2 separate regions of the Sus scrofa genome follow, and region 1 is linked to region 2. Evidence: chromatin contacts called from public Hi-C data. All regions are on one chromosome and are shown on one strand. The core of a region is the stretch at or near the end of the contact, and the rest is flanking DNA. Distances in the headings are between cores, read along the strand shown. Region 1 overlaps LMNB1 (lamin-B1). Region 2 has its middle 27 kb from the start of GRAMD2B.

Region 1 (5,504 bases), core at 1,241-3,740, 290 kb before region 2:
AAAAATGTGTGCTGAATTAAAGAAAAATGAAAAGAATATTTCTGTCATGAGTATTAAAGACTTATTTAGAGATTTTAGTTTCTTTTAAAGTTATTATTAAGTTGTTGAGTAGGAAAGCTTTTCAACAAGGAAGAAAAGACAAAGGAAGTCTCTGAGTAATTCATTTTTACCCTTTCCTTATTAGCAAATGAAGCCCTCAGTATTTCAAACACCTGCCTCAGTTACTGTAACCTCATGAAAAATTAAAAATTATCTTGGAGTTCCCATCGTGGCGCAGTGGTTAACGAATCCGACTAGGAACCATGAGGTTGCGGGTTCGGTCCCTGCCCTTGCTCAGTGGGTTAAGGATCCGGCGTTGCCGTGAGCTGTGGTGTAGGTTGCAGACGTGGCTCGGATCCCGCGTTGCTGTGGCTCTGGTGTAGGCCAGTGGCTACCGCTCCGATTAGACCCCTAGCCTGGGAACCTCCATATGCCGTGGGAAAGGCCCAAAGAAATAGCAAAAAGACAAAAAAATTAAAAAAAATAAATTATCTCAACTATCACCGTGAAAAATGTACATCTAGTACCACTTCCAAAAGTAGCATCCAAATGAACCTGAAAGTCACATGTCTTGTGTAAGACCTCAAATTCAAGGACAGATGACAGTGCTCCATGAGCCTGCTTCAGGCCAGTATTAAATGAGGTGATCCACGTAAAAACCCTCTAACAATGCTAGAAGACAGAGCTAGGATCTATTCTAACTGACATTTATCTGCTAAGTTATCTCAGGCAAAATAGTTAAGGCCCTCTGAGCCTGAAGTTTCCTCACTCATCAAAAAGGGTAAGGCTTAAAAACAGTACCTGTAAAGCATCTGGCATAGTACCTGGCAAACATAGTAAGAACGAAATAAATGTTAGTTTTTTGTCCTGAATCCTGCACAAGTATTCTAAGCTCTCCAGGTCTCATTTTCTGAATATACAAAATGAGCTAGATTGTAGTAAAAGTGCTATAATTCCATTCATGATCAATAAGTGCAAGTGCAGTAAGGGCAAAAAAATTAAATTTTAAAAAGGACCAAGGAAACATACTAGCTAAGGAATGTCTCACTTAGAATCCAAGCCCACAGCAAAGATTACAACTTAAATGTGGATCTTTTTACTCCTTTATGCTTGCAATGAGTGTTAACAACAAAAATGATCGAGAACTAAAAAGAGGAGTTTCCGTCATGGCTCAGTGGTTAACGAAACTGACTAGGAACCATGAGGTTGCGGCTTTGATCCCTGGCCTCGCCCAGTGGGTAAAGGATCTGGCGTTGCCGTGAGCTGTGGTGTAGGTCACAGATGCGGCTCAGATCCTGCCTTGCTGTGGCTCTGGCATAGGCTGGAGGCCAACGGCTCCAATTAGACCCCTAGCCTGGGAACCTCCATGTGCCACGGGTGCGACCCTAAAAAGACAAAAAAAAAAAAAAAGAACTAAGAAGAATCCCAGGAATCAAGAAATAAATTCCCCCAAACGGGAAATGGACACCCTTCTGTTAATGGCGTCAAAAATTGGCAAACTTGCTATTACTTTATCCAATGGTTAACATTTAACCAGTAAAAATTAGTTAACATTTAACCATTAAGTTATCCAAAAGAAAAAAATGTGATACTGTCAGCAAAATAGATGATAATCACAGCCCTCTATGACCTCTCAGAAATCAGGTAGACACAGTCACTGCAAAGCCTACACCTTGGGTCACAGCAAACTGAGTGGCCAATAAAAGTTGTTGACATACCCTTATCTTTTTTTTTTTTTTTTTTTTTTTTTTTGTCTTTTTGCCATTTCTAGGGCCACTCCCACGGCATATGGAGGTTCCCAGGCTAGGGGTTGAATTGGAGCTGTAGCCGCCAGCCTACGCCACAGCCACAGCAACACGGGATCCGAGCCGCATCTGCAACCTACACCACAGCTCACAGCAATGCTGGATCCTTAACCCACTGAGCAACACCAGGGATCGAACCCACAACCTCATGGTTCCTAGTCGGATTTGTTAACCACTGAGCCACAATGGGAACTCCTGTTGACATACCCTTAAAGTGATAAAGTACATTTACTGACATGTAAAGAAGCTCACAAAGCAGTGTAGCATGAAAGGTTACATATTGATATTTACTATGAATCCATTTTTTTGTCATGAATATAAACAGGAAAACTTCAGAAGTCTTATGGGACTACGTGTGACTTATATTCTTCTTGGTATTTATCTGTATTTTCTAATTTTCCACAATGAACATACAATTTCTGTGTAACAAGAAAATATTAGTTTTTTTTTTTTTAATTCTGCAAATATAACACCCAAAACACAATCCTCTTGTTAGAGAGATATGGGGGAGGGTATAAGTTAAAACTCTGATTGGGAAACTTCCCTGGATCCCAGAAATTGGGAACTTCAGTTAAAACAGGGTCCCAATGCCCAGCTGAACTTAAGGCTCATTCTCACTGTTTGGGCAGGAAACAAACCTACAGTGATGATCTAAAAGTCTAAAGATCTCTAACTCAGACCTGAGGTGACATCATCTGGACGAATGAAAAGAACAAGCATAACCGTGTATAGAGGGGAAAGAAAGATGTAGCAGCATATTTTTATGGTGCTTAATCTTTCATTCTGTGTGTTTACTTCCTTGAATCTGGGTACACCAAACAATTACCTAGTCTAACCTCCTAGTTTGAATAAACAACTCCAAAGACATCTTGCTCTAGCAAACATCCTTTGAAAGCAAGGGAAGGACGCATCGTAACGGTTTAATTACTTAGGACCTGGCTCCTAGACTTTAACACCAAGTCTAGGGATTTCATATTTAAAGTTCTTCCCTTGAAAATAAAAGTAATTATTTACCATGAAGTTTATGGCTTCACATTAAGACCAGAGTTTTATTGGCAACTTGCTTCCATCAGGGCAAAATCAGGACATAAACCAAAGACCAAGTAATACATGGGATCAAAGTTTTTTGTTTTTCAAATGATTTCCCACATAATAAGAAAAAGTCTCTAAAGCAGATCAGCATTTATTATTTTAGGTTTGAAAACTGAAAAAATATGATGTTAAAATAACCCTGCATATACTGTTTAGCCTATGCAACTAAATTCCACTCTGTGTGGCCAAAATATGTATAGTCAACAGTGAATATACAGTAAGTCCAAATATAAGGTAGATGCCAACCATCCCCTTCTGCCCTAATAAAGTAAAAGAAGAATTAGTTTATCTTAGTTACATTTCATTTCAGTATGCTTCCTAATTTCTTCAAAATGCCAATTCTGATAAAAATCCACCCATTATTATGAGACAAGTAAATTGACAGGCTAGAAAAAGGTCTAGATTTCTTCATCCTTGCTGTGATTCAAAAAACCACTACTTACACCTGTCCCAATTATACTGAAAAGGAAACAAAAGCTCAAAGAATTAAAGTCACAAATCACATACCCCAAGTCACAAAGAGTAGGAAGCTGTACCTTCACTTAATGTTCTTGCTTAATATGACTCTGTCTCAAGCTAATGTGACTGACAAATGTCCCAAGTATACTTGTTAGTAGCACATCAGCATCTGGAAACACTTTTTAATGAAAACACAAATCCAAAATTCCCAAGAGAAGTTTCCTTACCAATGCACTAACGAAGGAAAATCAGAGGAATGTCATTTTCCCAAAGGAATATACTGTGTAGGCTCCATCCCCCTCAACCTCAAACCCAGCCTCCTCAAAACCATGACGCTTGAGGATGAAGGCAGGAAGCCTATGAATCTTCAAATGCATATATACCCTGAAAAATTACAACCAACAGTACTCGTCATTCTGTTTGGAAGAAAAAATGTACTATTTTCATAAAATTTAAAATATACCATTTGCTTTGAAAAGACATGAAGTTCCACTTTAAATAACAAAATTTTTGTTCGGCCTCTCAAAGATGAATTTAAAACACCAGTTTTGAGGCCTAATACATCTCAAACACTAAACTATGTTCCTTAAGACATTCTTTTCAAAAACTTTTTTGAAATGAAGGGACAGTAAATTGACTTGCTCAGCATCTCAAACAATCCTACAGCATCCATTATGTTAGTTATATACCAGTGAGCCCCCCTCTCCACTTTCCTAATTAATTCATAATTCTCTATAAAGAGCTAATCACTTTAAGAGTTAATCTTACATCCTTTCAAGCCTGACTATCTACCATGAATCAGTCAACCAATAAAATTTATTTGTGTTCTAGGTTCAACTCCCAGAACCTGAGTCAAGTGAACTAAGAAGTGGTCAATTAAAAAAACATAAATCAGAGTTCCCTCTGTGGCTCAGCTTAAGAACCTGACATTGTCCCTGTGAGGATGCAGTTCAATCCCTGGCCTTGCTCAGTTATGGATCATTGCTGCAAGCTGCAGCGCAGGTCTCAGATGTGGCTCAGGATCCAGTATTGCCGTGGCTATGGCATAGGCCTGCAGCTGCAGCTCCAATTTGCCCCCTAGCCTGGGAACTTCCATATACCACAGGTGTGGCCATAAAAAGGTAAATAAATAAATAAACAAACAAACCATTCCTCTCATATTTGTAATCCAGAGCTCTAAAACCAAAATTTTCATCAATTCATTTGGTGACAAAACCTGACCTGAATGGACGTGACGCTATTTTTAGTTGTCTTTCTCCACTTACTGTGACTATTAATATCTTTCCCTGAAGAAATATCTGTTTCATATAGGGTGCTAACCCAGACCCCACTGGGAGTGTCACATACAGGTAGACATCACATTAGCTTCCTAAAGTTGGAATTGCTTTTAACTCCAAACACATGTGGCCATGAGGGTTTTACAAAAAAAGACTGTGAACCCATGACACTTAAGGAACCAAAAAAGTATGCATCCACAAAACTAGCTACTGAACAATTAATCAACATCTTTAATTTTCTTATATTTAGCCTGCCTGCATAATTAGTTAATATTGAAATTTTCAAATAAGTCAATTTACTTTTTTGTTTAAAGTGTTGACTGATGGCATTCATTTTAGAAAGTGGACCCCTAAAAAACTTTCAAGGAAATATAATTAGGCTTGGACTAAATCAGAGTAGCTGTATCTTTTTTCTTTTTCTTTTTTTTTTTTTTTTAAGGGCTGCACTCATGGCATATGGAGGTTCCCAGGCTAGGGGTCGAATCAGAGCTGCAGCTGCCAGCCTGCGCCAGAGTCACAGCAACACTGGATCTGAGCCGCATCTGCAACATACCAATGCAGCTCACAGCAACACTGGACCCTTAACCCACTGAGCAGGGGCCAGGGATCAAACCGGCATCCGCATGGATATTAGTTGGGTTTGTTTCCACTGAGCCGCAATGGGAATTCTAGAGTAGCTGTTATCTTAGATCTGAGATCAGTTTCCCTATGAGAGAACAAACACCCGCAAAGAAGCTGTTGTCAAACTCTTTCTAGCAAGGGCAAATGTCTCCTGGAATTCTTCTGTCTCTGAGGGATGTTGTATGCTTAAAAACCAAAAAAGGGAATAAGT
Region 2 (5,756 bases), core at 2,601-5,100:
TTTCTTTCTTTTTTTTTATTTTCCCACTGTACAGCAAGGGGATCAAGTTATCCTTACATGTATACATTACACTTACATTTTTTTCCCCACCCGGGACTTCTTTCAGTATAAAAAAAATTAGGTGCAGGGAGTGAATTTCAACTTATAAGAGGTTCATACAAATGATAGCCCCCCTGAAGTTTACAGCTTCATTAGCTTCATGGTAAACCCACTACTTCAGAGAGAACTACAATAATTTAAAAAAAAATCAGAAGAAAAAAATAATACCTGAAAAGAATTCTTTACTCCCCACTCCCCGCCGAAGGAGTTTGTAATTTTAAACTTTATACATATCGCTTTATTTGACTGTTTTTTTTCTCCTTTTAAGTTCTCAACTGTCTGGAAAAATCCTGTTCATGTGCAATGAGGAAAAGGAGAGGGTCAGTGCTTTGCTCCAGGGCACAGGAACCTGTGTGGGCCAGGTGTGGACTCTTTCCACTGTTCTTTCAGTATATAAATTTAGAGAAATAATTTTTTATTTTTTTTATTTTTATCTTTTTCCCTTTCCTAGGGCTGCTCCCGCGGCATATGGAGGTTCCCAGGCTAGAGGTCGAATCAGAGCTGTAGCCACCAGCCTTCACCAGAGCTACAGCAATACGGGATCTGAGCCACATCTGCGACCTATACCACAGCTCACGGCAATGCCAGATCCTTAACCCACTGAGCCAGGCCAGGGATCGAACCCACCACCTCATGGTTCCTAGTCAGATTCGTTAACCACTGAGCCACAACGGGAACTCTCAAAAGGAAATTATTTTTTTAGCTTCATCCATACCCCACCTCCCCCGTTTAGCTCTCATTATGTCCTTCATAAGTTATAAGAGAATGTTTGGGGATAATAAAACAAATAAGAAAAAAAAAACCTTAAGGTTTGACACCGGGATGTGTGGATTATGACTTCCAACCCTGTTTCTATAGTAACACTTCACCTACCTTGCAACTCTAATAACAGCAATTCCTGAGTGTCCTACTTGCCAGCCACCCATTCCTCATCCTCAAAATGTTACTAAGAAGAGGTAGGTGTTATTTGCGCCATCTTACAAGTGAGGAAACTGAGGTTTGAAAAGCTTAGATAACTTGACAAAAAAAAGCAAAAGAAAAAAACCCACTGCCCCAAATACAAATAAAACTGCAGAAAGTGCTAGAACTGTGATTCAGATACAGATCTGAGCAAAGAGAACAAGGAGGAGGGAGAGGGGTCGTGTGAGTTAGACATTAGTCTTTGGTGTTAGAAGATGCAAACTATTATACACAGGACGGATAAACAACAAGGTCCTACTATATAGCACAGGAGGCTATATTTAATATCCTGAGATAAACCATAACGGAAAAGAACGTATACAAAAAGAATGAAGACATACGGATGGCCAACAGGCACATAAAAAAAATGCTCAACATCATTAATTATTAGGGGAATTCAAATCAAAACTGCAATGAGGTACCATCTCACACCAGTAAGAATGGCTGTCTTTAATAAGTCTACAAATAACAAATGCCGGAGAGGGCATGGAGAAAAGGGAACCCTCCCACACTGTTGGTAGGAATGTAAGTTGGTTCAACCACTATGGCAAACAGTATGGAGGGACCTCAGAGAAATAAATATAGAACTACCATGTGATCCAGTCTCACTCCTGGGCATACACATGGACAAAACTTTCATTCAGAAAGACACGTGCATTCCTATGTTCACTGAAGCACTATTTACAATAGCCAAGACATGGAAACAATCTAAATGTCCATTAACAGTTGAATGGATTAAGAAGACGTGGTACATATATATACACACAATGAAATACTACTCAGTCATAAAAAAGAACAAAATAATGCCATTTGCAGCGACATGGGTAGATCTAGAGAGTCTCATACTAAGTGAAGTAAACCAGAAAGAGAAAGACAAATACCATATGATATCACTTATACAGGGAATCTAAAATATGGCACAAATGAACCTATCTTCAGAACAGACACAAACTCATGGACTTAGAGAACAGACTTGTGGATGCCAAGGGGGAAGGGGAAGGGAAGGGAGTGAGATGGCCTGGGAGTTTGGGGTTAGTAGATGTAGACTATTGCATTTGGAGTGGATAAGCAATGAGGTCCTGTGGTATAGCACAGGGAACTCGATCTAATCACTTTTGATGGAACATGATGGAAGATAATACAAGAAAAAGAATGTGTATAGGTGTATAACTGGGTCACTTTGCTGTACAGCAGAAATTAACACAACATTGTAAATCAACTACACTTCAATGAATAAGAATTTTTTTAAAAAACCACAAATGCAAGTCTGAGTAACTCCAAGACTACAGCCCTTTCATCGGATATCACCTTTCAGAGTAGAAATAAGTGCTAGTGTTGCTGCTGTCATGACTACCATGCTGGCCAGCCTCCAACATGGCCCCATGTGACTCCCCCCTTGGTTTTCTCCTCCTTGGACGGTCCCCGTCCACACGGAACACCCAGGACTGACTTGGGTAACCAACAGGATATTGCAAAAATGCGAAACATTTGTTAAGTATTGCTTGAGGGAAATGCTATTCCAGGCAGAGAGAAAACAGGCACAAAGGCACGAAGATAGGAAAACGTGTGGCATGTGTGAGGGATTATTTACTAAACTAAAACCCAATATTTTATTACATCATTTCTTTTATGTCTAATTTAACTCAATTTTATAGCAATTAGGTGTATTTTTCAACTTAAATTAATTCAGGGTAGTATTAAGTTAAAAGTAAGCTTGTATTTACATTTACGGAAAAAGGAATTTCAGCTTCTATTGTTCCTTGCAGCCTAATTTCTCCCTCTCTTTTCCCAGTTGGCAAGGGTATGACACTTGGGACCCCAGTGAGGCAAATACCAGTTGAGATCTAAGAATGAATCATCGTGGAAGGGTGAAAAGCTCCTGGACTCGGACCTGAGAGGGTCTGAGAGCTCGTGTGGCTTTGCTGTTAGCTGTCCTCCGTGCATCAAGCTCGTTGTTACTGATTTGCAAGCCCAGGGGGTGCTGCTGACCCTCAGCCTTCCTGGGATGAGGGCAGCAGCACCTCAGCAAGGGTCAGCCTCACTTGTCAACTTAGGGGAGCTCTTTATTTATCCATCACCCGCCATCATTTATTCATCTGCCCAACACATCGTTGTACACTTATCGTTGTCTACTTTGTGCTGAGTGATTGGTTGGAATAAAAGGCAGCAGAGTGAGGGAGAAAGACAAACACAACAATAAGCGACACTGAGTGTGTGATGGAGGCTGCAATGGAAATCCAAGAGGTACAGTGTCGGCACAGAGAAAGGGAGACAGGGTGGGGCCAGACTGTCCCAAGGCAGGGATACCTGCTCGGGCTTTGAAGGATAGCTCAGAATTCACTCTGCCCAAGTGTCCTAGGCAGAGAAGGTTCAAAGGCCCAGACTAGCACACATGGCTGGACTGTGATCTTCTCCGGGCATGGAGAGGGCAAGAGATGTGACGGGAAAGCCAACCAGGTCACTGAATGTCCTCCTCACAGTCCAAAGGACAAAGCTCGGAGATAAATGAACGCACTTGTATGACCCGATCGTTCCTGCCTCCAGGGTTCTTTCCCCTTTTGCAGGAGAACGTTCTGCCCCTGGGTTTACTGGAAGGAATAAAACAGAAGTTTATTTTTCTCCAGGATCATCTGGCTGCTGTGAGTCTTTCACATAAGCAAAGTTTATTTTGTTCCACTGAGTGTTTGAAATACGCAATTTATCTCTAGATCTAAGTATTGCAACATGGGGATTAACAGGAAACATGTGGGAAATTATAGTTTGGAGAGTTAGGCTAATAATTTAATTTTCAAGGTGCATGCGCATTGCCTACCCTCTAGGGTTGCCAGAGTGTGTATCTGTCGCCAACAGAGACTGGAGCCCCTGGAAGCAGGATCTGGGTCTTCAGCCATTTCTTTACTCTGCAAGAGTCTCTCCTCATCGTAGTTTCTTTTTCTTTTTTTTTTCCCATTTGTTAAAGTTTTATTGGAGCATAATTGACGTACAATGTTGGCATAATTTCTGTTATATAACAAAGTGATTCAGTTACATAAGTACACACATCCATTCTCTTTCGATAGTTTCTTCTTTGTGCTAGTTGCTGGGGATACAGAGGAAAGGACGTATTCCTAGCCTCTAAGAGCTCTAGGTGATAAGTGAATATTGGCATGACTTCTCTGTGGATCTCCCCCACTGCCCTGCAAGAACCGTAGCAACCCTTAAACACGTGCTGTGTGCCAAGCACTTTGTGTATTATCTCACCGAACCCTCTCCACACCCCCACGATTACTCGATCTTACAGTTAAGGAAACTGAGGCACAGAGGGATTGCCAGCCGAGAAAGTGATGAGACCAGATGGTTGCCAGGCAGTCCTCCCCAGACGGAGCCTCCCCCCACAGAGATGGTAGAAAGGGCTCCCAGGTTTTTTGTTCAATGAAATTATCCACCATACTTTTTCTAACCGCATGCAAGTGCCCAGAGCAAACGCCACTGTCTTTTTATGGATACATTGAACTGAAACCCACGGCATCACAGAATGACTCAATGTAGAAATCAGAATCCCAGATAGGTCTTCTTTAATCTTTCAAACAGGGAATCCTGCCTGCTTCTGAAACTAGTGTCCCCTCTGGGGCATTAAAAGTCACCCCGGGTGAGATGAAGAAACTAAATGAAATGACCCTTGAAGATGGATTTGATTTGGGGAAATAGCTCAAATCAATTGAGCCAAGCCAGGTGAAGAAATGGGCCAGTGAGGCTGGATAATGCTGCTTGGGTCATGCAACTGACTGCACAATCATGACCTGAAGTTATTTCTTTGGCTCAGTTGTGCCGTACGGAGATATCCAAAAATTCCTTTTCCTCTTCTGTTCCTTGTTTTCCTCACCCAGGCAACTTAGAGAATGACTATAATCCATCTACCACAGTAAAAAGCCACCAAGGCATATAAGGTCACGTCTGTAAAAAGTTCCTATGAGTAAGCCGCTGTGCAAATAGAGGAGACTATTATTATTATTACTATTCGGTTGTATAGAAACCCTCATTCATCACTTATGTGCTTCTTGGCAGGGGTTTCCACTTGCCCTCATGTGGCCCCACGCAGTCACACACGGAAGCAACTCCTAGAACGTCCACGTCAATAACCCTTGGCTGGTTTTGTTTGCTAAACACGAAGGTAGGGGTTGCGGGGGGAGGGAACTCCTTAAGTGAGATTTTAAAACTTCATTGAAATCTATTACAGATGAGCTCAACTCAAAGTCCCACTTCCATTAAAAGCTCAAAGACCCACTTTGATTAAATGCTTTTTCAAAAATCAGATTCATTGGAGTTCCCACCAGGGTGCAACAGGATCAGCTGCATCTCTGAAATGATAGGATGCAGGTTCAATCCCTGGCCTGGCACAGTGGGTTAAAGGATCCGGTGTTGCCACCGAAGCTGCACAAATTCAATCCCTGGCCCAGGAACTTCCACACACCATGGGTGCGGCCATAAAATTTAAAACTCAGGTTCATTTGTGTGCCTTCATAGCTCTAACTCTCGGCCCTAAAAAGACAAAAAGAAAAAAGAAAAAAAAAATCTCACTTAAAAAGTAAGTCAAAGGTAGCATATGTGAGTTCCTGTTGTGGTTCAGTTGAAATAAACCTAACTAGTATCCATGAGCTAGCTGACCAATTCTATAAATATTTTCAAATTCAGAAAATGAATGAAACACTCATAAATTG

What was found. A called contact is a pair of places that touch in the nucleus more often than the background predicts.
Region 1: a contact with region 2 is called in a Hi-C map of liver, with 4 times the contacts expected there. The contact joins two enhancer-like sites. A contact is called at or near these places in 1 of 5 promoter capture datasets (liver), 2 of 47 Hi-C or Micro-C datasets (epiblast stem cells and liver) and 1 of 2 datasets of contacts at active chromatin or transcription factors (alveolar macrophages).

Annotation. Positions count from the first base shown.
Region 1 is chr2:129,812,912-129,818,415 of Sscrofa11.1, reverse strand. All of the region lies in intron 1 of LMNB1 (lamin-B1), which reads right to left. Among named protein-coding and RNA genes, the nearest start is that of LMNB1, 8.4 kb to the right of the region's middle. Within about 2 kb of position 2,490, at least 6 of the 83 cell types and tissues checked have an H3K27ac peak or open chromatin away from gene starts, as enhancers often do. A contact at or near this core is called in liver, where this site is marked.
Region 2 is chr2:129,519,600-129,525,355 of Sscrofa11.1, reverse strand. It overlaps a transcript of GRAMD2B not described here. Among named protein-coding and RNA genes, the nearest start is that of GRAMD2B, 27 kb to the left of the region's middle. Within about 2 kb of position 3,850, at least 16 of the 83 cell types and tissues checked have an H3K27ac peak or open chromatin away from gene starts, as enhancers often do. A contact at or near this core is called in liver, where this site is marked.